Regions from separate parts of the Mus musculus genome. Here all the other regions are linked to region 1. A link is a contact called in public Hi-C and HiChIP or PLAC-seq data. All regions are on one chromosome and are shown on one strand. Each heading gives the region's core, a stretch centred on a gene start, on an enhancer-like site or on the middle of the called end of the contact. The rest is flanking DNA. Distances are from core to core; before and after follow the strand shown. Region 1 has its middle 20 kb from the start of Gm39032. Region 2 overlaps Nr2f2 (nuclear receptor subfamily 2, group F, member 2). Region 3 has its middle 24 kb from the start of Gm39034. Region 4 overlaps Gm36212 (a long non-coding RNA gene).

Region 1 (3,199 bases), core at 199-2,698:
ATGGGACAAGTTAGGTAGAAAACACACTCAAGATTTTCCGGTGTAGTGTCATAGATTGCCCTGTGCTAGATGAAACACTACAGATAGAGTCGAAGGGAAGTGTGAATCTTGTTTTAACATTGAGATCATTTGAAAGACAATGTGAATAATTTAGGCTTGAATTATCTGGTTGGACCCTAGTGCCAATTAAATTAACCGAATAAATTATCCTAGGCTGATAATTTGCAGTGAACAAAGAGACACAGAGAGTTAAGATAAGTACCTGAAGGATTCATTTACAAACTCAGTTAATAATGTTTTCAGTCCTAATTACTCAGTTTGGCTATCTGAGTTGATCTATTTGCTGTGTAATTATATAATTGCTTAATTCTCCAGTCCTGGTTATGGGGAGGATTAAATGAAATAGTATATTGAAGAAATTTAGTAGTGCTTGCTTCGCGTGCAGGCTGGAGCCATCACATCCCATCACTGGCAGGTCAGGTCAGTTGCTTTGGTGATAAAAGCCTGCATCACAGCATCACACAACTTTGTACCGTTTGCCTCCATGCAAGTTACATCCCGAGTTCAAATGATTGGGTCAATGAGAACAGCAGCACCAACTCTTTATAGACACTTGTGTGGGCCAATCTCATCCTCACACCGATCCCTTAAAGATTAGATGGGTAATTCCATAGAAAAGATGCAGAGATTTGGTGGCGTTAACTAGCACACCTGAAGTTGACAGTCCAAGTATTTCTTTTTACTCTTTACAATATGCTGAGCAGCCTTCAGACACAGTGCCCACAGGACAGGGAATATTTTCAACCCAGCAAAAATACATGTGACCATGAGCGGAGATAAATACTGGGCTAAATCTTATTGAATGGCTGGCTTACTTTGTATTTCAGAGACAGCAATGATGCTGTTGCCCCCTGAATATTTCACATTGGCTTAAGTTATTTAACTATTGGGTGAGCAAGTGAGAGCCAGCCCTGTCTACGGAAAGGTGTGCTAGGCTTAGACAAATTAGCTATGCTATACCCTGTGGAGGTCCACTCTCGTCTACAGTCTGTTTGGAGAGGATCCTCAGGTTCCTGGGTGACCATAGGGATGGACAGCAGAAGCCCTATAGAGAATGGAAGAGGAGGGGAAGGCAAGCCAATAAATGGCTTTAGTGTCCTTATCCCACAATAGACTACTAATAGACGGTTCTTTGGTCTAAGTCAGAAAAGTGGGTTTAATTTTCTACGGTCATTCTTGTTCTCTCTGTGCCCTTGATCAAATCCATCATCTCTTACAATCTTGGCTTCATCATCTGCAAAATCAAATCAGCCTGGCCTACCAGGCTTGTTGGAGGGATTGAAGACTGGGGTCTATGCGTAAGTTCTTTGAAACACAAAGTAGAAAAAGCACTGTACAAACGTGAGGATTAGTAGCAGCCGGCCTGTTCCATTTCTGTTGCCAGGCAAATCCTTGGCCACTTGCCCTGACCGCAACATCCCCATGACAGGCATGGAGCATGGCAGAAACCGGAAACAGGCCACTTTCACATTATTTTGAAATTTGTTATGAAATTTTGCCAAAACTTTATAAATACCAGCGAGGGCAACAGGGTGTTGTAGCACATTCTTTCTGCCTCATGAACCATTGTTTTTTGTTCTGGACTCGTAAGTTAAAATGCGCTCAGCTGCAGTTGCCTAGCTGGGTCATCCTGTGAAATGCCTGATATTCAATGCTTGACTCTAGCCAATTATCTTTAGTTCCCCTCTTTTATTAGTGTTAAATCTGAATTACAAGGGGGAAGGGTGGGAGTTGAGTGTGGACAGCGCACTAAACCTTTATGGCAGCGAATTCAGTTGCTCCGTTTTATTATTTTTCTCCCTTTGGCTTCAGTCCTTCGTTGATTTTTTTGACTTCTCCGGAACTCATTCTTCCTTCCCTTCTACCTTCAATATGTTTTCTCAAGCTGAAGACAAACTTTTCTGGTTGGGAAATTTGAAAGGAAAACAGGAGAGAAGGAGGAGAAGGAGGAGGAGGAGGAGGAGGAGGAGGAGGAGGAGGAGGAGGAGGAGGAGGAGGAGGAGGAGGAGGAGGAGGAGGAGAGTTCACAACAACCTTAAACTCGTAGTTAACAAAATAAACTGCAGATAAAACCCCTGAAGGTCTTGGCAGCGAACGTTTCCCACTAAAATGAAACCCCGTGCACTCGTAGTCTGAAACAAATTACGAAGGAGGGGGGGAAAATCAACAGCTCCGGGGTGAAACCGGGGTCGCTGCTGCTTCATCATTTTTAACCAAAAATAAAACAAGCAAATTTTGTTTAACTGCAGGTCAAAATAAAAAAAAATTAAAAAGTCCCTCATCTGTTCGGTGTAATTACTAACAGAGTGCAGCCTTTGCCAGCTGCAGGGTTCACGGATAAATGGAGGGAACTATAATTTTCTCTCCCTGGGGTTAAACCTGCAAACTTGACGTCTGTGCCTATAGCATGCTTTCAATATTCCATAGGAAACCGAGTCAGGACGTTTTGATAGAAGTTTTCTATTTTTTTTTTTGAATGAAATAATTGTTTTGCTTATGAAAAGTTAAATCTCTGGGAAGAAAAGGGCTTCTAGAAATTTGTTCCTCTGATGTCCTCAATCAAGACACTGTCCATACTGTATCATTAACTCTCTTGATCTGTATAATTTTGTCACCGAAGATGGGCAAACTTGGTTACCCTTTGGATGTATGGCACACAGGTCACTTTGTTTCCTAGTACTCTTGTCACAATGTGGCCAGAAAAAGGCTTCTTCCTCCCTAGTCAGGTCCTGTCCTTTGTATTGAAGCCCACATGTTTATTAAGGAAAATGTAAGGCATTTGCACAGGATCCATTTATACTTAACTCATTGACCTCTGTTTTACTTTTTTTCTTTCTTTAAAAAACAAAACAAAACAAAACAAAAAACAAAACAAAACAAAACAAAAAACAAAACAAAACAAAACAAAAAACATGTTCAATGTCCAAATTATTCAGTACAGTTTTTGGATAATCTTTAAGCCTTTACTTTATCTTCATAAAGATGTTAAATTTGACTTGAAAGGAAACAGAATTTGAACCGGAAAGCTTTAGTTTGAATTTGAAATTTAACTTATGGAGCTCACGTGGAAGTCTCCGAGAGAAAGAGAAGAAAGCGTATCTGCTTCATTTTCTACCTGTCTGGGCTTAAGGAGCAATTT
Region 2 (3,419 bases), core at 752-3,251, 470 kb before region 1:
CACTCTTCCCAGCAAAAGGTAAAAAAGCAAAACGGCCCTTTGTTCAGCTAATTAACGAAGGACCAACTCCGAAAGCACATGTGTTTGCTTAGCTAATCACAAGCATGTTTCTTTCAAGGAATGTCATTTTCAGGGGCCAATGGGGTGGGGGGCTTGGAGAGATGGACACCACCCCCATAGGCCCTTTTTGCCTTTGGGCATCTCTCACCAGACCTAAAATCCCAAGGTGGGATCCAGCAACCTATCTCTGACACCTTTTCTCTCCTCTGCCCAACCCCAGAAGCCCAGTAGTAAGGGACCTCCCCGTTAACGCCAAAGCCAGACCTGCAGACCTGCAAGTCACTAGGCGGGGCGGGGGGGGGGGAGTTTTAATGACACAGATGCCATATTAAGTGAGGCAGTTTTACAATTCACATTGAATGGGACGCTAACTTATTACAAGTACGTTATCAGAAGGACGATAAGATTTATAACTCTAAGAGTCAGCTTTGCGCCTTAATGACAATGGATGCTGGGGAGGAAATCTGTTCTGGATTAGAGGAGTTGGGAGTCCCTTCCCAGTTTTCAAGTTTGCACGGATGCATCTAAGAGGGCCCATACCAGTCTGGCCCTTTGTGTCTCCAAAGGATAGATTCTCCCTTTCCTGTTTCATCAGGAAACTGGGGCTGCTTGAAGCGTTAGCACCTCACTCAGCTTTTTAGCCCGAGCATGAAAGAGAAAACAAGAGAAGAGAGAAAGGAGACTGAATAGGACTTAGGGATGAGGGTGGGATGGCTAACAGTCCTGAGCCCTCCCCTTCGGAGCAGGAAAACCCTTCCCCATCTTTCTTTACCATACAAAAGATAGCTTTCCCCTAAACCAATACAGTCAACAAACTTTTAAAAACCGGGGTCCTATTACAAACCAACGCCCAGCACTAACTGCTTTAAAATTACTGCATAATTAGATTTAGTTGAATTTCACCATTAATTAGGCAGCCGCACTGCGGGGAGCCTTTGAAATCCGAGAAAATGGGAAAAATCATCTGAAGCACGTTTTTTAAAACCCAACTTCAATAAATCTTGACGGGGCCTGGAATTCAGAGTACCTCACTCCCCACCCAGGTGGTTGATAGGGTTTCCCAGGCTCGGGCTAGGTTTGGAACTGGACAGGGACGATGATCTCCCCCATCTAACTAGAGATGATGGGTCCCCATCTCTGAAGAGGCCTGGGAAGACTTTCTGGGAGGCCAATCTGTGCTCCTGCCAGTCTCGACTGCTCTCAAACCTACTAGAGAAAGAGGTTATCTTTCTGAAGATGCTCTCCACCCAGGGGCTCGGCCTAGGAGAGCTCTCACAGAACTGGGCCCTGCGACCACCCTCATGGAAGCGGGCCTAGGCCTCTTTTAGGTTCTACCCACCAGTCACATCTCTATCAAATCTCTATCCAAACCACCTTTCGCACAACTTTGACGAGTAAAGCAGCAAGTTGTAGGAACGTCAAGCGAGATTCTCAGCTCTTCTCCCCCTTCCCCTCCAAGCGGGTCCCGGCCCGCTGGAAGCCCAGTGCAGCGTCTGCTTTAATGAGCGCGGGGAACTGACCCAGGTCTGTAAATACTGGCTTCTCCCCCTCCCCCTATACCATTCAAACACTTAAGATCGTTTGTGGATACCGATTTTTATTCTTCGCATTTGATTCTTGAAGGAGAGGGTGCATGAAATCAACTCTCCAGAATATATGGAGGGGGGGTGAGGGCGTCAAAAAAGAGGGGTTAGGGTCTTGGGTCACCAACATTTTCTCTGCAAACGCTATTGCTTTAATTACACAATAATCGAGGGCTGCTCTCACTTGCCAGCCAGAGTTTAAAAGAGGGATTTCTTCCTCCAGACCGAATGGCCCTTAGTCCTCCCCCTACCCCCCCCCCCTTTTTTTTCTTCCTTTTTGGTAACCAATGTGTTTTCTATTACTCGGCCGTGCGGTGCCTGGCAGCCGGCGCTCGCGGTGCAATGGGAGACGCCATGTTGGCTCAGCTCATAGGACCAAGTCAAAAGCGAGCTTACAGGCAGAGTTTTCACACGCTCAGGCTCCCCCTGACCGCCCCCTGCCCCCACCCCCCGCCCGCCGCCGCTCGGTGCACATCCCGGGAGAGCAGCTGGGCGCTCTCCGCACCCAGGACTTTCCCGGGCTAGGGCGGAACGCTGCGGCGCAGGCGTTGGGGGCGGGGGCGGGGGGCCAGGCACTTTCCCGCAGCCGCTGCCAACTCCGGACCCTGTCCCCGCCGCCGGCCCCGATGCTACACCAGGCCGTCGCCACGGACCCAGCCCTGGACATCGCCAGCTAACTTTGAGCCCCAGCCCCTCGCCCCTCGCCCCCCGCCCGCCTCCCCCTCCCCCGGCCGGGCCAAGCACTACGTGAAAGGCCGAGGTAGGGCAACCGAGAGCCAAGCGAGCTGGCTAGAACCCCCCTCCTTCTCCCCCAAGCTCAATCTTCTCCCAGGTTTGTTTGAAAGTGGCAAGAAGGAGCGATCGCCCCTCTCTCTCTCCTCGGACCATTGTTGCATTTCGCGTCTAACTGGGTTCTCTCACACCACCGAGAGCCAGGAGGAGGGGGAGTGGGGTTGGGAAAAGAAATAAAGCGAGCTCAGATCAGATGGAGGAGGGAGAAAAAAAAAAAAACCAGCAAGGAAAAAGAGACACTTAAAGGGAAAGAGTCGCCATGTTTAGCAGCTTTTTAAAAAGATCTCGTCAATTTCACACAGAACGCACTCGCTGGGTCCCAGCCCTCGTCTTTTGTCTAATTCAGTCGCAGCAAAGATCTTTTGTTCTAACTCAGCGTGAAAAGAAAAACTTTCTTTAAATGCAATAAACTTAAACCGAACTCAAGACTCTAAACAGATCCTCCTCCGGCCACTCTAAACGTATACAAGGGGTTTTATTTTAACCCGTTGAAAAATTTTGAGTCCTGTTTTTTCTGCCTCGAAGACCCCCAAGCTCATCGCTGAAACTTAGAGTCAGAGATTTTTTTTCAACGCCTAGAACACATACTTAAATGCATAATAAAACAGGGACTGTCTTTTGCTTTGAAAATCATAAATTATAATTTAATGCCAATAATAATTTACAACAAATGGCTGTTTACAATAAGCTAACACAAAGCAAACAAGGAAAAGGGCCTGTGTTTTACTTAGTAGAGAAACTTCACACACTCACATGGGTAGCACTTGCAAGAGGGGAAAATAAACAACCAACAAAACCTCCATCTACAGGTCAGATGCTGTGCTGTAAAACATACTTATATTCATATTTATATTTATATATCTATATATCTACAGAGGGAAGCTGAGGGTCAGATAAAGATCTCTGCCTAAATCAGGCAGAGTTTTCAGGTCTGCATGTATGAACCAGAACTGAGCATCAAAGTTGAATGCACTTGGCAAACTG
Region 3 (3,347 bases), core at 542-3,041, 490 kb after region 1:
TGCTGGGCTATATATTTCCCCAGTGGAAAATAGTAAGTTGGAAAGGAGAACCACTTTGCTACATATGTGGTTTCTAAAGGATTTTGTCTTCTCTACTCTGTCTAGTAGGCTCACCAGCAATTGCAGCACAAACTGTCACCATACACAAGTTGCTAACTCTTGGGATGTGACTTCTTAGTCTTCCTTGCCTTTGGTGATTAGGAAAGTTGTTGAATCCCATGCTCTGACAATATTGGACCTGAAGCAGAAAGCTGGCATGGGCAGGGTAGGAAGAGTGTGGGGAGGAAGCTACTGCGTTCCAGTGCATCCCATTCATCTTGCTTAGTTATCACTCTTGGCTGTTTTGATTTCCTGCTTATTTAGCCATAGACTGAAGAAGGAAAGAAAAAGGAAAGAAAAAGTGAAAGCCATTCTGTTCTTTTTTTTTTTTTTTTTTTTTTGATCCCTTTACATTTGAGGAAAATACCCACAAGGATACAAACACCCTTTCTTCACAAGACACCCTTCTCAGTCATACTGTTCTTACTATGAATAAGAAAAGCTCATGCCAGGCCTTGACTCTGTGGTGCACAAAGCACTCATCTTACTACCAAGCATTTTAATTTTTCTTGAATTTTTCCCAAATTTTCTTATCAGCTCCTCAGATAACTTTTGGATAGTTCTCACCATTTTTTTAGGCCAGCTGTGCCTACCATTCCTTATTTTAATGACCACTCAGGTTTAGTGTTAAAGAAAGTTGGCTATAGGATAGGATATGTTCAGTTTAATTGTGCTTGGTTTGTTGGCTTGTACTCAAATGAGTAGTTTCAGAAACATCTACAACCCAACATTCGAAAGGTCAGTAACATTTCACATTTGGGTATACTAGAATATTTCCTTCCTTCCTTTCTTTCTCTCTTTCTTTTCTTTCTTTCTTTAACTAATTAAAAAATGTTTTTCCTTGCACTTTATTTTGATCATAATTATCCCCATAACTGCCCCCCAACCCCCTGTCGTCTCTTCATTTCCCTTTCTTCTTAGGAGGATAAAAGAAAAAAATTCAAGACTGCCACAGACTACCTATAAAGATTGATATGGAATGCTGAAACTCCTCTATTTCCTATTTGGGGTCATTCTCCCACCCCTAACCCCAACCCCCTAAAACGGGTTTTCTCTCTCTTCCTCTTAGTATTTGTCACAAGAGGAGAATGGGATTTCATGAGCCTTCCATTCAGCTTGCAACTTCCTCTAAGCAAAAGGACAATAAATAAACAAGAAGATAAGACAGTCTCTTTGCCTGCCCATCCCCTTCCTTGGAACTCTAGGACAACCAGATCTATGTTCTTAGAATATTTTCCTGAATTAGAATTTTCTCTAACTCAGTGAGTTTGAAGTCTGTGTAAAACAGATAGCAAACAAGAGGCCTGCTGACACATGTGGATGTCATATTTTTATACATATGTGTGTATAAAAATTTTTTGTATGTATGTGTGTACACATACAACAGTACAAAATACAATTTTTTTCCAGCACTTTTGGTAAGCCAATCTTGTTGGCTACACTGATGAAGGTTGCAGGTAATTCTGTCCACAGTTCTATGAAAGATAAATGACCTCCTTCCCAAGGACACTTGGCCAGGCCTGAGTTTGAGTGTGTATGTGTATCCCTGCACGTGTGCGTGTGTGTGACTGTTTTCTGAAGATCTGACAAGGCATCTCGATCATTTCCTGGTTTTGAGGCCGACCCTCGGCCGTGCACACAGCCCCCCTCTCTGAACTGTTATTATTCTGTCTTGAGGCCTTCTTTGGCCAGGATGTTGCTTCATTTCCACCTTTTGTCTCCGCCTGAATGTGAATGATGCTCTTTCAGCAATATCCAGCCGCTTAAACTCCCTGCTGTTGCCTTACATAAATATACAACACCCGTCTCGCCCTATAACTCACTTCAGGCCTGGAAAAATAGTGACTTCCTTTATTGGTCCGATTCTCTGGCAATTCCCAACAGCTGTATGTTCGCACCTCAGAGGATCCTTATCTTCAGCTTTCCATTTGTCTCAGCACTATTCCCGGGGATTGCCAATAAAAATGATTCCCATTTTTATAACCCCTGAGAACACAGGAGCCAGCTTTCCAGAGAAACCATGTCCTTCCACCATCCCCTGAATAAACAAACAAACCAAACCTCGGGACTACTTAAGAAAAAGGTGCATTTTGTCTTCAAGAGAGATGACCGAAGGAGCCCAGTGCACAGGGACTCAGTAAAACGTGGAGTGTGGTCCCTAAACACATTAATTACGGTCAAGAAAATCTGTGTTTATTTCCCTCCTCATGAGAATAAATTGGGAGCTACAGCATGTGATTGTTAAAATAACACATGTTTAGAGGTATATTCAGTATCCATCTATGTAGGAGGCGTACATCTCTACAGGATATTATATGTTATTCCCTATGCTTTATCAGTTCATTTAACCATTTTTCAGTGCATCTGAATTCAGGGTTATTTTAGAACACATTGTGGGCGGGTCGGTCTATTGACTTTGCTCTATGTCTGAGATATAGAAAAGAAAGGCATGCACTTTTGAAGCTGAAATCACTGTTCATTTTAAAGTAGTCTCATCAATGAAGGGTCTTTATCTAATTAGATCCGATAGGCCTGAGCTTGGGCTCTGCAAGGTTCTGATGTGGGATGTGGGGTAAGGGGCATCCTCATACAGCTGAGCCCCAGTCAGTCACATCTGCTAAACAGAGACCAAAACCCTCCCTCGCCCCTCCCTTATCTGTTAAAACTCAGAAAGTGAAACTTACTAAAAAGCGAAGGGCTCCAGTGTGCCTGAGAGATGGGAGTCACATATTTAGTTGTTGCTCCATCAGGATAAAGTTCTGATCCTGACAGACAAGTCTGAAAGAAGAATGTCCAGAAGGGAAAGGTAAATGTGTGAGATTTCCACTGTTACAAGAGTGTGCCCAAGAATGAAAGAGCAAGAATATTAACCACTCACATGCCAAACTGCATCCACCAAATTGCAGTCGCACCAGGGGGAAGGAGGGCCGTGGCAGGCACCAGTCAATGCGCCCCTCTGTTTCTGATCCTGCAGTTCTCTACAGCAGGAGGAAAGGGGCCTGGTGGCTACTGAACTTGTGAGCCAGCCGGCTTGCTTGGGAACTCACTTGCAATGGTTAGCATCTCTGTAAGTGTGGACGACTTAGTTTCCGGCTTCTCCTCTTCCTACCTGACTTCCACTCCAAAGCATGAATGATAATATTGAAATTGACTTCAGCTGTGCTCCACACATTAAGCCTGCCCCGAAAGACAGTTTCAAAACGAACAAAAAATCTTCCGCTTAGCATGGGTGCAAACATAAATATACA
Region 4 (3,374 bases), core at 344-2,843, 410 kb after region 1:
CACTTCCCATAGACAGTAAGGTCAAGTGTAGTTGAAAATGTCACAGCAGTTTTCTTGGTCCTCATCTAGAGAGAAAAGTAGATAGGGTGTTTGAGTAGAATCCCAGCTCTCCATCTAACCTCAGAGCTAGCTAGCTGCTTGAGACTGTGAGAAGGAGGCAGGATGCCTTTTGATTATTTGTGCTGTTTTTCTCTGCACTTCCTGCTTTGATCTTAGTGCACAGGGACCAAAACATTCTTAGAGAAACTACTTACTTCCTGGATATTTTTGGCATTCCTTGCATCAGGAAGTTAGTGGAAGTATTAGCGCCCTCCCCCCCCTTTTTTTTTCAAGAGATTTTCCTTTCAATCTTGGATGGGGGATGCAGACACTTCCTACCTAAACACCCAAGGCTTTCACCATTTGTACTGTGCATATTTTCACCGTTATACACAAAGACTTGTAGAGAAAAATGATCAGGAGGCACTTAAAGGGCCCACAGCCATGTTCTGTTAACTGCCAGGATTTAAGACTGCCAATTACATAAAGCTATCATTAATCAGCGATATCTGAGATGTGTATGTGTCCTGATAAGAAGGCTGTTCTGAGGTAGTAGCTGGCTTGCTGTTTCCTCCACTACAGAACTGGAAGGGTCTCCTCTGGGGACAAAGAAATGACTCATAAAACAGCCTACTTTTTTTAGATAAAAATAGAATTGAGCTTTTGATCTCTGGCTCAGGTGGTTAAAACTGGTCTCCCTCAATTCTTGACTTTGTATGGGCTCAAACGGTCTAGAACTTAACACACACTGTGGCCAAAAGTTAAGAAGAGAAAGAAACAAGATAATTCTGATGTTTTATTTTAAAAATAATAAAAACAACCTGGAAAGTAAAAATGGCTCCCAGGGTGCTAAACAGAAAGGACATTTGTTGCTTTTTTCCTATGGTATTGTGGTCTGGTTCCTGGTGGGAAAGGCAGTGGTCTTAGCATGTAGGCGCATGAAGGGACCAGGAGGGAAGTCGGAAGACGACACTACATCTTTAAACTGAATTGAATGTTCTGTGACTTTAAATAAAAGCTCTTCTGTTGTTGGGCAAATAAATTTAAACCACTTAACATGGCAGAGAAGGTCAGGCAAGCTTATTATAGCGATCATAGCGTTACAGCTATTGCCATTGACCGCTGCTCTCTGGAATCACCAATAATCAGAGACCGCAAGCTGTGTTTGCTGAGAAAGGTCATCATTCATTTTTTTCAAAGCATTAATATCTTTTGTTTGTTTGGCTCAACATGAAACAGGAATCGATAGAGGTAATTCACAGAGCAATTAGCCCCTCATCTGTCAAACGGCATCTGGGTGTATTTAACAAAAAGACCTTTGGAAAGGTTTAAAAAGAAGGAAAGTGCTTGTATGATCAACAATTTATATTTTCTACATGACATGTTGTGTATGTATCTGTGAAAAGGGGGGCCTTGGGAATAAGAAAATATACATAAAGTGTGCTATAAATCTACACTTCAATGTTATGATGTGGCTGTGTAGGGATAGACCCAAGCCAGCTCAGATTACATTCTCAGGCTGTTCCCATGAAGACAGTAAGGAGTAATAGAAATCTTTGTATCATGGACTCACAGAGCTGGGATGCTTGGATTTCTCAGGAAGGAAGCCCTCTAAGACAAACTGAAGGTGGACAGTGTAACAAATTGAAGAAGGTCAAGCCTGAAGAACAAAGGGTCCCATTTGGGGTCACGGGCCATGATTTCTGTGCAGGGCTGGGGTTCCTCTGAGGTGGGTCACGGTGATGTGTTACATCCTTGCCAGGCTTCGGGAGACTTCTCTGCAGTACCGACTGTCCCTTGTCATCGTTCTTAAAGGAAAGATGAAAAATGAAATTTAACTGCGAGTCCTTTGTGTTGGAAAGAATGAATCCTGATCATGGTCTATGTTTCTCTACAAAGTTTCAAATGCGTGAGCCACAGAATAGAGGTGATGCATTTCAGAGACACAGACTTCTGAACATTTTAACACACAGTCTTGTCCGCACATTCACATAAACGCTATTACTCTCAGCAGGACCAGATGTATTCTGTTTTTTCTTTTCAATTCCTGTTCCTTCTCCCCCCCACCCCACCCCACTTGACTTTTCTTCCACAGCCCTCCTTTCTTTTTCGCTTTGGTCTTCATCCAGACTAAAAGATCGTGGCCAAGAAAGAAATAGAAGATGCAAAAAGAAAGTAGTAAAAGCCGTACTTATTTTACGCTTTGATGAAGCACCCTTCGGGGCTTGAGTCTAGTTTTAGTTTTAGTATCTGAGCACTCTGACATCCCATCTATCCTTTAGGCTGTGTCTGCCTACTTAGCAATGCTTTTGTGCAGAAGTCACAGAATAAAGGTAAGTGGAAATGCAGGAGACTATGATAAACTTCGAACTACTATAATAGAGAGAGAGAAAAAAAAACGAAGACCACAGTAAAATATACAAACATGAAGCCATGGCAAGGTGTGCCTTTAATCCCAGCACTTGGGACAGGGCAAGCAGGATGAGCTCTGTGAGTCTGGGGATAGTTTATTATACATAGTGAATTCCAGGCCAACCATGGCTATATCCTGAGAAAAAAAAAATTAAGTAAATAAAATAAAGGGCAAAGAAAGTAAATAATCCTTCAGCATAATAATGACCTTGAGTGGAAGGATCCCGGAGGTTACCGTCACCTCACTCATGACCTTGATTCACTACATTCCTATAACAAACACACACATTTTCATCGGAAACCTTACAATATTGTTTATACCTATTGTGGTCACACAGTATTTTACACAGATCCCAGATAACCAGGGTTTGTGTATGGTTTGTAAAGGACTGCCAAACAAATGATCTATATGTTTCTATAGAAATGTCACAGAATCTGGGGTTCCAATAGGGAAATCAGCACTCACTGTGCAGCCTGGCTGTCAAGACAGAAAAGAGCACAGGCTACAGCTAGGTTTCTGAAATACTGACAGCCCCCGATGTAAGAATTTCATGTCAAATATGTGGGTCCAGCCCACACTATTGAATGTGCTTTTTAATCCTGCGGTGGGGGGTTCTTCCTCCTTGCAACTTTCTTTTCTGTTTATGTCAACTGTATTAGGCATTTTTCCACTCCTTTACAGAGCAGCTCACTTTAATTAGAAAGGATCTCCGTAATCCACAGATATAGGCTAATAAATATTCTCCAGACTTCCTATTACTGAAGCACACAGTGCAGTTAGCCTGGGCTCTAGCTTGCCTCCATGAAAATACCTGAACAGCAGTTAAAGTCACCCCACTTCCCACACGGGGTGCATAAGCTCCCATCATTATTTTTTGCTAGACTTTCTAAGGGGTGTGGATCTGGCTTCCATGGGCTTTGAA

The links. Hi-C and Micro-C count contacts between places; a contact is called where the count stands out from the background. HiChIP or PLAC-seq counts read pairs in DNA pulled down with a chosen protein or histone mark.
Region 2: an H3K4me3 HiChIP or PLAC-seq map of stem cell-derived neural progenitor cells shows a contact between it and region 1, with 29 read pairs. The contact joins two enhancer-like sites. A contact is called at or near these places in 2 of 484 Hi-C or Micro-C datasets (embryonic fibroblasts and myocytes) and 9 of 115 datasets of contacts at active chromatin or transcription factors (the NIH/3T3 cell line, craniofacial prominence, embryonic hindbrain and 5 more).
Region 3: an H3K27ac HiChIP or PLAC-seq map of heart atrium shows a contact between it and region 1, with 5 read pairs. The contact joins two enhancer-like sites. A contact is called at or near these places in 2 of 484 Hi-C or Micro-C datasets (nephron progenitors and uterus) and 1 of 115 datasets of contacts at active chromatin or transcription factors (heart atrium).
Region 4: a Hi-C map of uterus shows a contact between it and region 1, with 5 times the contacts expected there. The contact joins two enhancer-like sites. A contact is called at or near these places in 1 of 15 datasets of contacts at CTCF or cohesin (the NIH/3T3 cell line), 7 of 484 Hi-C or Micro-C datasets (nephron progenitors and uterus) and 1 of 115 datasets of contacts at active chromatin or transcription factors (heart atrium).

What each region holds. Positions count from the first base shown.
Region 1 is chr7:70,820,998-70,824,196 of GRCm38.p6, forward strand. No RefSeq gene overlaps it. Among named protein-coding and RNA genes, the nearest start is that of Gm39032, 20 kb to the left of the region's middle. Within about 2 kb of position 1,449, at least 40 of the 459 cell types and tissues checked have an H3K27ac peak or open chromatin away from gene starts, as enhancers often do. A contact at or near this core is called in heart atrium, kidney, stem cell-derived neural progenitor cells and 1 more, where this site is marked.
Region 2 is chr7:70,348,895-70,352,313 of GRCm38.p6, forward strand. It overlaps Nr2f2 (nuclear receptor subfamily 2, group F, member 2), which reads right to left. Exons shown (of 3, transcript NM_009697.3): 3 at 3,056-3,419. Among named protein-coding and RNA genes, the nearest start is that of Nr2f2, 10 kb to the right of the region's middle. Within about 2 kb of position 2,002, at least 158 of the 459 cell types and tissues checked have an H3K27ac peak or open chromatin away from gene starts, as enhancers often do. A contact at or near this core is called in heart atrium, kidney and stem cell-derived neural progenitor cells, where this site is marked.
Region 3 is chr7:71,309,845-71,313,191 of GRCm38.p6, forward strand. No RefSeq gene overlaps it. Among named protein-coding and RNA genes, the nearest start is that of Gm39034, 24 kb to the left of the region's middle. Within about 2 kb of position 1,792, at least 15 of the 459 cell types and tissues checked have an H3K27ac peak or open chromatin away from gene starts, as enhancers often do. A contact at or near this core is called in heart atrium and uterus, where this site is marked.
Region 4 is chr7:71,233,043-71,236,416 of GRCm38.p6, forward strand. Gm36212 (a long non-coding RNA gene) reads right to left here. Exons shown (of 5, transcript XR_882211.2): 5 at 1,603-1,847. Among named protein-coding and RNA genes, the nearest start is that of 6030442E23Rik, 18 kb to the left of the region's middle. Within about 2 kb of position 1,594, at least 9 of the 459 cell types and tissues checked have an H3K27ac peak or open chromatin away from gene starts, as enhancers often do. A contact at or near this core is called in uterus, where this site is marked.